Regions from separate parts of the Mus musculus genome. Here all the other regions are linked to region 1. The links are chromatin contacts, called in public Hi-C, HiChIP or PLAC-seq and promoter capture Hi-C maps. All regions are on one chromosome and are shown on one strand. The core of a region is the stretch at or near the end of the contact, and the rest is flanking DNA. Distances in the headings are between cores, read along the strand shown. Region 1 has its middle 45 kb from the start of Cd200r3. Region 2 holds the start of Gtpbp8 (GTP-binding protein 8 (putative)). Region 3 holds the start of Cd200r1 (CD200 receptor 1). Region 4 holds the start of Cd200r4 (CD200 receptor 4).

The links. Promoter capture Hi-C pulls out the DNA fragments that hold promoters and counts their contacts. A called contact is a pair of places that touch in the nucleus more often than the background predicts. HiChIP or PLAC-seq counts read pairs in DNA pulled down with a chosen protein or histone mark.
Region 2: a contact with region 1 is called in a promoter capture Hi-C map of macrophages, with 7 read pairs. The contact joins the promoter of Gtpbp8 here to the enhancer-like site in region 1. A contact is called at or near these places in 3 of 39 promoter capture datasets (the HPC-7 cell line, macrophages and neutrophils), 1 of 484 Hi-C or Micro-C datasets (bone marrow-derived macrophages), 7 of 115 datasets of contacts at active chromatin or transcription factors (acute myeloid leukemia, bone marrow-derived macrophages, embryonic fibroblasts and 4 more) and 2 of 9 other capture datasets (liver and pancreatic islet).
Region 3: an H3K4me3 HiChIP or PLAC-seq map of bone marrow-derived macrophages shows a contact between it and region 1, with 4 times the contacts expected there. The contact joins the promoter of Cd200r1 here to the enhancer-like site in region 1. A contact is called at or near these places in 9 of 39 promoter capture datasets (the C10 cell line, the HPC-7 cell line, HPC-7-derived erythroid cells and 6 more), 1 of 15 datasets of contacts at CTCF or cohesin (large pre-B cells), 7 of 484 Hi-C or Micro-C datasets (bone marrow-derived macrophages, macrophages, myocytes and 3 more), 8 of 115 datasets of contacts at active chromatin or transcription factors (CD8 T cells, acute myeloid leukemia, bone marrow-derived macrophages and 4 more) and 5 of 9 other capture datasets (adipose tissue, bone marrow-derived macrophages, embryonic stem cells and 2 more).
Region 4: a contact with region 1 is called in a Hi-C map of bone marrow-derived macrophages, with 30 read pairs. The contact joins the promoter of Cd200r4 here to the enhancer-like site in region 1. A contact is called at or near these places in 5 of 39 promoter capture datasets (the HPC-7 cell line, cranial neural crest, embryonic stem cells and 2 more), 2 of 484 Hi-C or Micro-C datasets (bone marrow-derived macrophages and nephron progenitors), 1 of 115 datasets of contacts at active chromatin or transcription factors (bone marrow-derived macrophages) and 2 of 9 other capture datasets (adipose tissue and liver).

Annotation. Positions count from the first base shown.
Region 1 is chr16:44,987,435-44,990,099 of GRCm38.p6, forward strand. It overlaps a transcript of Cd200r3 not described here. Among named protein-coding and RNA genes, the nearest start is that of Cd200r3, 45 kb to the left of the region's middle. Within about 2 kb of position 1,352, at least 31 of the 459 cell types and tissues checked have an H3K27ac peak or open chromatin away from gene starts, as enhancers often do. A contact at or near this core is called in the HPC-7 cell line, acute myeloid leukemia, bone marrow-derived macrophages and 3 more, where this site is marked.
Region 2 is chr16:44,745,060-44,747,724 of GRCm38.p6, forward strand. Gtpbp8 (GTP-binding protein 8 (putative)) reads right to left here and starts at 1,304. Exons shown (of 6, transcript NM_025332.3): 1 at 940-1,304; 2 at 336-434. The coding sequence starts at 1,278.
Region 3 is chr16:44,764,434-44,767,098 of GRCm38.p6, forward strand. Cd200r1 (CD200 receptor 1) reads left to right here and starts at 1,303. Exons shown (of 7, transcript NM_021325.3): 1 at 1,303-1,639. The coding sequence starts at 1,576.
Region 4 is chr16:44,819,373-44,822,037 of GRCm38.p6, forward strand. Cd200r4 (CD200 receptor 4) reads left to right here and starts at 1,356. Exons shown (of 6, transcript NM_207244.2): 1 at 1,356-1,587. The coding sequence starts at 1,524.

The sequences.
Region 1 (2,665 bases), core at 102-2,601:
ATAACTGAAGACTTTCTATCCATTGACTTCCTACTAAAATCATGCTTAAGTACATGTTTCTTCTACTTAAAGTCTGTTCTGCTAAATCCTACACAGTTTTTTCTCTATCAGATAGTGGTTCTATATGAAGACAATATCTACTGTACAGACCATCCTGCCAACTTTGTGCCTGGTTGTCTATCCTTTCCTGTTCATGCTCCAACGGCTTTCCAGTTGACTTTGCCACGCTGCATTGTGCATCTTGCTCTTATTCTCAGTACTCACAACAGGTCTTGAGCTAGGTCAGAAGAGCTTCCCCACAGATAAAACCCCTGCATTTAAAAAAAGGATATCCTGAGTTGAAGGCAATTCTTCTTCTTCCTGGAGATATAGAGTGATCTTTACTTAAATCTAAACCGCAATCCTCCTCTAGTTCCCTTGGGTGCCTGCTTAGAGAATAGCCACCTTCTCTAATTTTTTTCTTAAATGTTTATTTACTTTATGTGTATGAGTGCTTTTTTTACATGTGGACCACAGACACACAGTGTATCTATGGAGGCCAGAAGAGAGCATTAGATCCCCTAGAACTGGAGTTGCAAAAGTCTGTGGACCACCACATGGATACCAGAAACAACCTGAGTCCTTTGTCAGAACAGCTTTGTCTTAAGCCCTGAGCCATCTCTCCAGATTGAAAACCTCTCCCTTTTAGGACTTATTTAGAATTGTATTAGTTGGCACTGCAGATGTGATTCAGCAGTTAATCCTTGTTGCTCTTGCAGAGGACCTGGGTTCAATTCCCAGAACCCGCACAACAGCTTGCAACCATCTGTAACTCCATTTTCAGGGGACCCAAAGCCCTCTTCTGGCCTCCACTGGCATCTAGGCATAAATTTTCTACACAAATACATTTAAGAAAACATTTATACAAATAAAGCAATTGTATTAGTTATCGTTCACACCACTGTGACAGAATGCCTGAAAGAAGCACTTTAAAGTAGGAAGGATATATCTAAGAAGCAATTTAAAATAGGAAGGATATATCTTTTTTGTTTGTTTGTTTGGTTGTTTGGTTGGTTGTTTTGGGGGGTGGGGGGGTGAAACAGTGTTTCTCTGTATATCCCTGGCTGTCCTGGAAGTCACTCTGTAGACCAGACTGGCCTCAAACTCAGAAATTCACCTGCCTCTGCCTCCTGAGTGCTGGTATTAAAGGTGTGCGTCACCACTCCCGGCAGGAAGGATATATCTTGATTCATTGTCTCAGAGCATATAAATTTATCAATAGTGGGGAAAATAGCTAGTACAGCTCTGAGGGGCAGGATTCTATTTGCTACACCTTGGAATACAGGAAGTAGAGATCTTGAGGTAGAATTGCAGAAGCAGAACCAGAACCAGATTATAGCCTCAGGTCCTGCCCCCACAGTGACCCTCTTCCTCAAGTTAGGCAATCCCTCCTATAGGTTCCACAATCTCCCAAAGCAGCACTACTATCCAAGAACAAAGTGTGGGGACAAAGGGTCCAAATAAATGAGCCTGTGGAGGACATTTCACATTGATGACACAACATGAACACTCTTCCCATGACCCTAGTAGTAAGTCAGGAGGGGTACTTATGCATTTGAAGTAATATGGAGATAAAAATCTAGGCAGCACAGAAATCTATGCTGGTGAAGCGTCCCGTCAGTCTTATGCTGCTGATAGAAAAGACGTTGGTGTTTCCACTGGTCACAGACGGAGACAAGTGGAGAAATCATTGGTGGGTTTGTATGCATTGCTTCTTACAGCACCTAATTGTGAAATATAGAGAAGTCATTGCCAGAGCATTGCCTTGAGGCAGCAAGAATGTTTATATGAATCCAAAGACTAGAAAAAAAATAAATAAAAGACTTCTGAAAAAGAGAGGAAGTAGGAGAGACAGGGATTAGCAAAGTGCCCATGTGTGATGCTATGTGGCATGATTCTTCAGTATTTTCTTGCATGGAATTTATGGAACTTATGAAAAGAGGGACATTTTTGCTGGAGTCCATGTGTATATTCTTTTTTTTTTCTTTTCCATTTTTTATTAGGTATTTAGCTCATTTACATTTCCAATGCTATACCAAAAGTCCCCCATACCCACCCACCCCCACTTTCCTACCCACCCACTCCCCCTTTTTGGCCCTGGTGTTCCCCTGTACTGGGGCATATAAAGTTTGCAAGTCCAATGGGCCTCTCTTTCCAGTGATGGCCGACTAGGCCATCTTTTGATACATATGCAGCTAGAGTCAAGAACTCCGGGATACTGGTTAGTTCATAATGTTGTTCCACCTATAGGGTTGCAGATCCCTTTAGCTCCTTGGGTACTTTCTCTAGCTCCTCCATTGGGAGCCCTGTGATCCATCCACTAACTGACTGTGAGCATCCACTTCTGTGTTTGCTAGGCCCCGGCATAGTCTCACAAGAGACAGCTACATCTGGGTCCTTTTGATAAAATCTTGCTGTGTATATTCTTAATGAATAATCACTATATGATTGAGAGCAGTTCATTCCAGGTTTTACTAAAAGACATAAAACCATCATTGAGATGATCCAGCCTGTAGAATTAAAGGCAGAATAAAGCTATTAGCTAATGCAAAAAAAAATACTTTATAGGATGTGTAGAGGAATAATCAATAGGCTCTGATTTTGAGAAATTTGTGATCTAGGCATA
Region 2 (2,665 bases), core at 54-2,553, 240 kb before region 1:
ATATAGAGGACAAAGCAACTTAAACCCTTTTTTCCCTACAACCAATGTAGAACTAGACATTCATTATTATAGAAGAAAACAGCAATAAAATACTTAACTTTGTCAACTAAGGAAAAATTTAGAACAACAATGCTTTCCTTTAGATATTGGCAAGACTACTAAAATCAATTCAGCTATACTTTTGTTTTTCTCAGAGAATATACAGACATTAATGATGTCTTACCTTATTACATATTTTTTAAAAAAATTCTTCTCTAGGAACTTAGCAATTATGATCTCTTGCATCTGCCAATACTTAGGTCTCATTTTATAAATTCAAGAGATACCCAGCATACCGGTTTTTTTGAGATCCTGACTTCTACATCAGGGGCCAGGGAAAATAAGGCCTTTATCAAAGAGGATTTTCCAACATTGCTTCGGCCTATGAAACACACCTAGTATGAGAGAGAGGTAGGGAGAATGGAGTACTTAGTATTCTCAGGGCTGAACAGTGGCTTATTTATTACATGTTGTACTTTCGGGGTTGGAGACGTGGCTCAATGGTTAGGTGCGCTTGCTGCCAGAGGATTGTAGTTCAAGTCCCAGCCAGCACGTATGGCTGCTCCCAACTGCCTGAAACTCCCGTTCCAGCGAGCACTGATGTCTTTTTCTGGGTTCTGAAGGCAACAGGCATGTGGTACACAGACATACATGCAGGCAAACCCACATAAACTAAAATGAAAATATAAAAGCACGGGCGGCTCTTCCGGAACACCGGAGTTGGATTCCCAGCACCCACACTGCGGCTCACTGCGGTCCTCCACGGGCACCGCACACGAGTGGCGCATCCACACGGAGTGTTTTCTTTTGCTGTTACGAGCTCTCTCGCTGGGTGACAGGAAATGAGCACAGGCCGACTCAGGCTCTCGCACCTACAGTAGACCCGGCGGTCAACCTCACCTCCGGCTGCTGCAAACTCGGGGCGTGGTCGAGGCGGACGGCGGAGCTGAGGTACTCGATGCGGTTCCGGGCGGTGGCCTCAAAGATGCTCTCCGCCCGCCCGATGTCCTCCAGGCTCGGGTCGAAGAGTCTCTGTTCGATAAGGCCAGGCCCCGAGTCCGCGGCGAGGTGCTGCCCCAGTTCCCGCAGCGGGTACACTACCTTCGTTAGCTGTTTCTGTGGCAGCCTTAGCACTTCTGCGAAGGCAGGGGACGTGCTGTAAACCCGGGTCCAAGGCCCCAGTGCTGGCGCTTTCTCAAGGAGCCTTCCCATTCTATGACTCAACCTAGCCGCTGCCATTTTCCTCTCCCAGAATCCTCGCGACTGGATTTTATTAGTAGGGTCTGGACAGCGCCAGACAGAAAGCTCGCTGCCGCAGCGCCTGCTGGGAATTGTAGTTTTCTAGGGTCTCCTCACCTGCTCAAGCTTCTCACCACCTCCGGGCAGAAAGGGGGAAACCCCACTGACTTTCTTTAACACCTTGGCTTTACCAACTATGTATCAGATTGGCGTGTTCTGGTCTTCAGCGGTTTCCAGATGCGAAAAACTTACCTTGTCCTGTGATCTTTGAGTCTCAAGGGAAGGAACCATAGGGACAAACTAGTGGATTCCAAGCCCGCTTTGCCTTCTGTTTCCGGTCGTTTTATCGTCGATTGACATTTATCATAAGTTCACGTCACCGAGAAAAACACGTTTGCAAAATTAAATAAGCTGGTGAGAAATGTGGTTGGAATTGCAACTCGTTTTCAGAGAAGGGACGGTATCTCTCTGACAGGCAGAGCGTTGGAGCAGCAGTTGAGAACTGACAAAGATCCATAAACCAGAAACAGAACTGGGAACAACTGGAGTCCTTTGAAGCCCCCAAATACACACCCCCTTCCTCCAATACAGTCATACCTTCTAATCCTACAAGGCCCCACTTTCCAACCCTTTCCAAACAGTTCCCTAAACTCGGGAGCAACTATTCAAATGGCTCATGGGAGCCATTCTCATTTAAACCACCACAAGCATTTAATCATTCCGTGCCCTGTCACTCCATTATTTTCTTTTTAAAGCATCTGCATATAGCAGGCACATAAACTTTAGAGTCAACATATGCTGTGTTTTCCATGGACACTTGTAATCAAACTCTTCCCTAGTCTCTACTGTAGGCAGAAGATCAAAGAGCCAGAGCCAGGTTGACTCCATGACAGGCTGTAAACTGGCAGTTTGGGAGTCTAGGCCTATTTCTGTTTCCCAGAAATGAGGACCCAGATTCAGGAGCCCATGGCCATCCAACCACAGCTGCAGACAGCCAATCCAAGGGTGCCTTACCACCTTGGAAAGTCCCCAGAGCCCTAACAAATCACAAAGGACTCATATCCCTGGAGATAGAGCCAACTAATCAAGAAAAAACAAAAGATAAAAGACACCCACTGCCACCCTAACAGGCTTTAAACTGACCCTGCAGAGCACACACTGGTGTCTCCATTCTTAAATGGAGCGACCTTTGCATGCCGAATTCTGCTGAAAGACGCTCTTTGCTGTTGCATATTATTTGAGTCTGGGGTCTCATTCTCTGGGGGTTCTCAGACCCTAACATTAGCATCGTGTTCCCAGTCCTCCTTGTCTCTCACCTAGATTATTGGCATAGCTTCCAAAATCTAGCTGTGTATCATTGCTTGTTTCTCCTTCAGGTATATTCCCA
Region 3 (2,665 bases), core at 53-2,552, 220 kb before region 1:
TTGCTTGGCAGAGAATTAAGCACTGCTCAGATTGTCCTCAGAACCTACAGTGTCAACAGCTTCTTGTGATGGAAAAACAGTATTTAAATTTAAATGACATGTCTTCAAGTCTTTCTTTCTCTTAAGGATCTTATCTCCTTGTTCCTTTGAATCAGAATGGTGCACTGAGAAAGCTTGAGAGGTGGAGGAGGGTAATATATAGAGTTTAATGTTTGGCAAGAGGGAAGAGGGAATTGCTAACTTTGAAAATTCGTGCTGTTTTATCTTTTTTTCCTGTTGACAATGTTTTCTTCCTCTTCCTGGAGCATTTTGCTCAGGGGTAGGAAATTCTTACCACAGAGGTTTTTTGGTTTTTTTTTTTTTTTTCCTTCTTCTCAACTGTAATCTAAGTTTATACTAACTAGTAACATTACACAGAATTTTTCTGGGAAGTTAGACTCTCAGATCTATGACAACTCAAAGGCGGTTATCTGTGACTACAACAACCTAACTCCTCGAAAGTCAAAGAGAATGGAAATTCAGTACTGAGCCTCCCACAGAGGTCTGCGACTGAACGTTCACTGATGTGGCAAAAGGGACTATGTGAATGTAATTAAATTAAGGATCTTCGGATGAACAGACAATGCTCATTGGACAAATTAATCGCAAAGGACCTTGTAAGAGGAAGGCAGAAGGGTCATCATCAGGCGATCAGCTATGGCAATGGAACACAGGTTAGAATGATGTCCGATGGCCGCAGGCTAGAGCGCAGAGACATCTGGGTGCTGGAAAAGGTCGTGTCTCCAGAAGAAGCAAAGGCCTGGCTACGCCTTGATTTTAATCCCATATCATGACGTTCAGACTTTTGACTCCCGGGCAGTGCATTAGTGCTGTGTTTAAGCCTCTCATTTTGGGATTGTTAGGGTAATAATAGAAATAATAGAAAATAATAGAAAAACGCATTTGATGCTCCCAGCATTATGTGTGGGGTTCCAGACTAGATAGTAATCTCACCATGGCATTTTCAAGTAGAAATATTTATTCTGCATTAAAGACTGAGGAAGGGTATACACACTATTATTATTATTATTATTATTATTATTATTATTATTATTATTATATTGGAGAACTTTCCAGAAATTCATTGTGGTTAGGAAATTTACAAGCACGCGGCGAAAATCGATCGATAACCCTCTTCAGTTTTGAATGGAGGTTTAGACACATCCATCTGTCTTGGGCATGTTCAGAGCCTTACTGTACAGTTTATCTGTGAGCAGCAGGAGAAGAGAAAGAGCCAATGGGCTGAAAGTAACCCACTCAGTCAGCTTCCTCTGTCTTTGCTTCACGGTTCTGCACAGGAAATCCATTGCTGTGTCAAGTCCCAGAGAAGTTTCTTCTCTTCCAAGCCAGACTAAAGCACGCGAGTGGAAGGAGTTGGCAGGCAGGACGGGGCTGCTCCCTGCGGATGGGTTAAGAGGTGCGCTACCACGCAGAAGCCAACCCGAGAGAAGAGGGATCCGGGTTATGGTCACTGCTGCTCCCTTACCTCTGAGGAGAAAAAGTACCGAGTGAGCGGCGGAAAACCAGAAAACCGAAATGTTTTGCTTTTGGAGAACTTCTGCCCTAGCAGTGCTCTTAATATGGGGGGTCTTTGTGGCTGGTGAGTCTGAAATTTTTTGGGGGGTGTGGGTGGGGAGAATGACTAAGGGAGGAGAGACCTGTTCTGCGCAGCATTTAAGCCTTGTCCCTTTTCGCTGGGTAACGCAAGCCAATTTCTGTTGTAGAGATAAGGGTTGCTCCAGATATGGGTTACCTTGTCACCTCTACTTTCTGCTTTGTCTGATTTATTTTTGCTTTGTGTTCTATAATGTCCTCCACTGTCGCTTCCTCATCTCCCCTCCCCCTTCAGGACAGGTCAGGATAAATTAAACACATATTCATAGCAATCAAAATGACATGGGGGTCTCTGTATCTTCTTCTTGGGGAAAACCAAAAACCAAAAACCAAACCAACAACCAGCTATCATCTCTGGTCTCCCTCGCCAACAGTGTAAGTTGGGAACGTATCTTTTTTTTTTTTTCCTGACACTTTTCGTGACTGCAGGCTTTACACATACAGTTACACTGGTGTATCTGTGATGTATATTTGCCTTTATCTTGAAGATATGTGGGCTACAGGAGTCACTTTCTGAATCAGGAGGTGCACGCCTCAATGTCTGCAGTTTTGTAGGAGTTCAATAGAATTTGGGGCTACCGTGCGGGTGTCCTGATTTCACTGTAGAAGGGTGGTGGGAGTTCGTGTAGGAGGCTTTTTCATGTTTCACTTTTAGTAGCTGCAGTAGCTACGAGGGAACAACAGACTTAGCTCTGAAATGTATAGTTTAACAATTTAAAGGAGACACGGTATTTCTTTCCTTTCACCAGAATTCCTTTAAAAATCACATTTTGGTCTATCTTCCAGAAAGAGAACATCACATGATAGTCTTACTGGTGAGCACACGTAAGATAACTATGATCCACCACTGCACCCTTCTGCTGAGAATTTTCAGTTATCTGTTCTTTTTGATGTGCATAGCAAGCCATTGAGGTCAGGATGGAAGAAAGCTCCGTTTCACATAGCTAGAACCTAAGCTTAGGGCGGTGAAGTGCTTTGTCCGCAGTACTTATTTCCATAAGCACCACAAAAC
Region 4 (2,665 bases), core at 106-2,605, 170 kb before region 1:
TTACAATCTTCAGCATACCCAAAACCCCAAAAGAGAAATGAGAGAGAAAATAACATTAGAAAAAATGAAATAGAAAGTAATTAAAAGAAGTTGAGATGTATGCAACTGATATATAAGACAGAAGGAACACATGAAAAAGCAGCAACAATTCGTTTTTCCTGTCTTAAATCATGCTGTTGATTAAACTTTGTAGCTAAAGTCAGAGGTCAATAGAATGGGGGGGGGCACTAAATGTGTTCCAATTATGTTTTGTGTATAAATGAGTAACTTTAGATCAAAATACAACTTGGTTGCAAATGAAAGAATGGAAATATATATTTATGTAAATAGTAACCTTCCCCAAAGAACTAATTAACTATGGCCTCTATCAGACAGAGTAATGTTTAGGCAAAAAATAAAAATTATGAGGAGACAAAAAAGGATGTTTCATACTGATAAAAGGTGAATATCTCACCTATATGTTGTGATCTTGTAAATATATATATATATATATATATATATATATATATATATATATACACACATATATATTATATGTACATATACACACAAACAGCAATAACAACAACAACAACAGAACAGAACTCCAATGCATGAAGTGACAGTGGGTAGTATTAAAAGGAAGTAATATTAGGTGGATGTTTTGAATCTTTACTTTTTAGTAATGGCTAAAACTACTGGATAAACCATCACCAGGCAAATAGAAGCTTATAGAACACTATAAAACGATTAGCACCAACAGACAGAAACATAATTCCTCCCTAAAAAGCAGAATTCAATTCTCTATTGCACATGTAACAGTTCTCAAAATATCCCATATAGTCATCATAATGATAGTGACAACAGTGATGAACAGATGTCAGCTACCAGTCTCTGTTGATGTTTGACAACAAATAGAGCGATTGAAATTAACAGAGAAACTGATAAGTTACCATATATTCTTTTGTAAGTCCAAAGTAGCATACAGCGATGAACTCCGTAAAGCATTTCATTTATGTGCAGCTCACTAAACAACAAAATGAGCAAATGTTGATAGATGTCAGAGCCATGTTTGCTTCTTGAGAAGCAATACCAAGGAAAGGCATGGCGAGAGCTTTGAGAAACAAAATGGCAGGACCCTGGTTTGGAAATTTGGGAAATGCTTGTCCAAGTTCATTTGTACAGATTCATCAGCTGTATACATAAGGTTTGCTCATTTTCCAGTATACGATTTACCCTTTAAAAATTACTGCCTTAAAATGGAATTGCCATAAACTGTGTCTTAATCTTTTAATACTGTGAGAGAATGAAGGAGTTATGCTTTGGCTTCTTTCTTTATCATTCAGCAAACATCACTGTCTTTTTTTCCTGTGAAGGCTTAGTCATCCAACTGGAGGCAGACTGGAGATGAAGATAAAGATAGAGAAATGAGGAAGAAAGTCACTCCTAAATCGGTGAACTGAGCATAAACAAAGTTGACCAAGCTGGAATCACTGAGTCCACCCAGGGGGCTACGAATTGTGTTTCACTAGGTTCCACTCCAGATGCATGCTCTGGGGAGGATTCCGACTTTGACTTTGCTGATCTTCATCAATATTTTTGTGTCTGGTAAGTCTGACATTCTGAGAACTTTAGGAAATGAAATTGTTAACTTTGGTTAACTTTGGACTATGATAATCCTCCTGTCTCAGCCTCTCCTGATTCCTTGAATTATAGGCATTCACCTTTGTTTCAGGCTAGTAGGACCAATTTAACACTCTACCATTTACTTTTAAGTTGATTGTTAACAAGTTTTCTACAAATATTCCACTGAGGAGACTATTAGTTATTATCATGAATTTGAAGATTAGAGACTGCCTGAAAAATCCTGTACTAGATTTCTGGCTTGCTTCATCTTTACAGTTGACTTGAATTAGAGAGAGAGAGAGAGAGAGAGAGAGAGAGAGAGAGAGAGAGAGAGAGAGAGAGAGAGAGAGAGGGAGAGAGAGGGAGAGAGGGAGAGAGAGAGAGAAAGAGGGAGGGAGGGGGAGGGAGAGAGGGAGAGAGAGAGAGAGAGAGAGAGAGAGAGAGAGGGAGAGAGAGAATATCATCTGATCTATGGTAAAGTGGAGGCACTGAGCTTAGCTGGGAGGGAGCAGTCCTGTGCTGAAAGGGAAAGGGGGATACCATGGTCTGCATGTAGGCCAGTTTGTGCATTGCTGCCAGAGGCCAGAGAGTATGGAGTCTTTCTTAAAGCATTAGAAGTAATGCTTGTGGGAGGAGGGGGAAGCAGAATCTGAAATAACCCTTATAAGAACGGCTAAAGTGCTAGAGCTCTCTGCCTTAGCTCTGTCTCACCAGAACCATAGTTCCTAAGCAGACTGATCAATGTAAAAGCAAACTGACATTTCTTCAAGTACAAAAATACCAGCTATGTTCTTCTTCAAGATGTATAAATTTAGTTTGTCTGAGTTCAAGTTTATCATTAACAACCCATTTTCAACAATTAAGAAAAGCCTGAAAGACCTTTGCATGAAAGTAATTTAACCTCCACTTTCTGTTTTGTTTTAGAAACTATATATGTATTTACTGTGTGTATGTATTTCTGCATGTGTATTTGTATGTGTGTGTGTGAGTGTGTGTGTGAGTGTGTCTATGTGAATGCACCCCTGACACAGCATTTGTGCGTGGGTCAGAAGGCAATTAT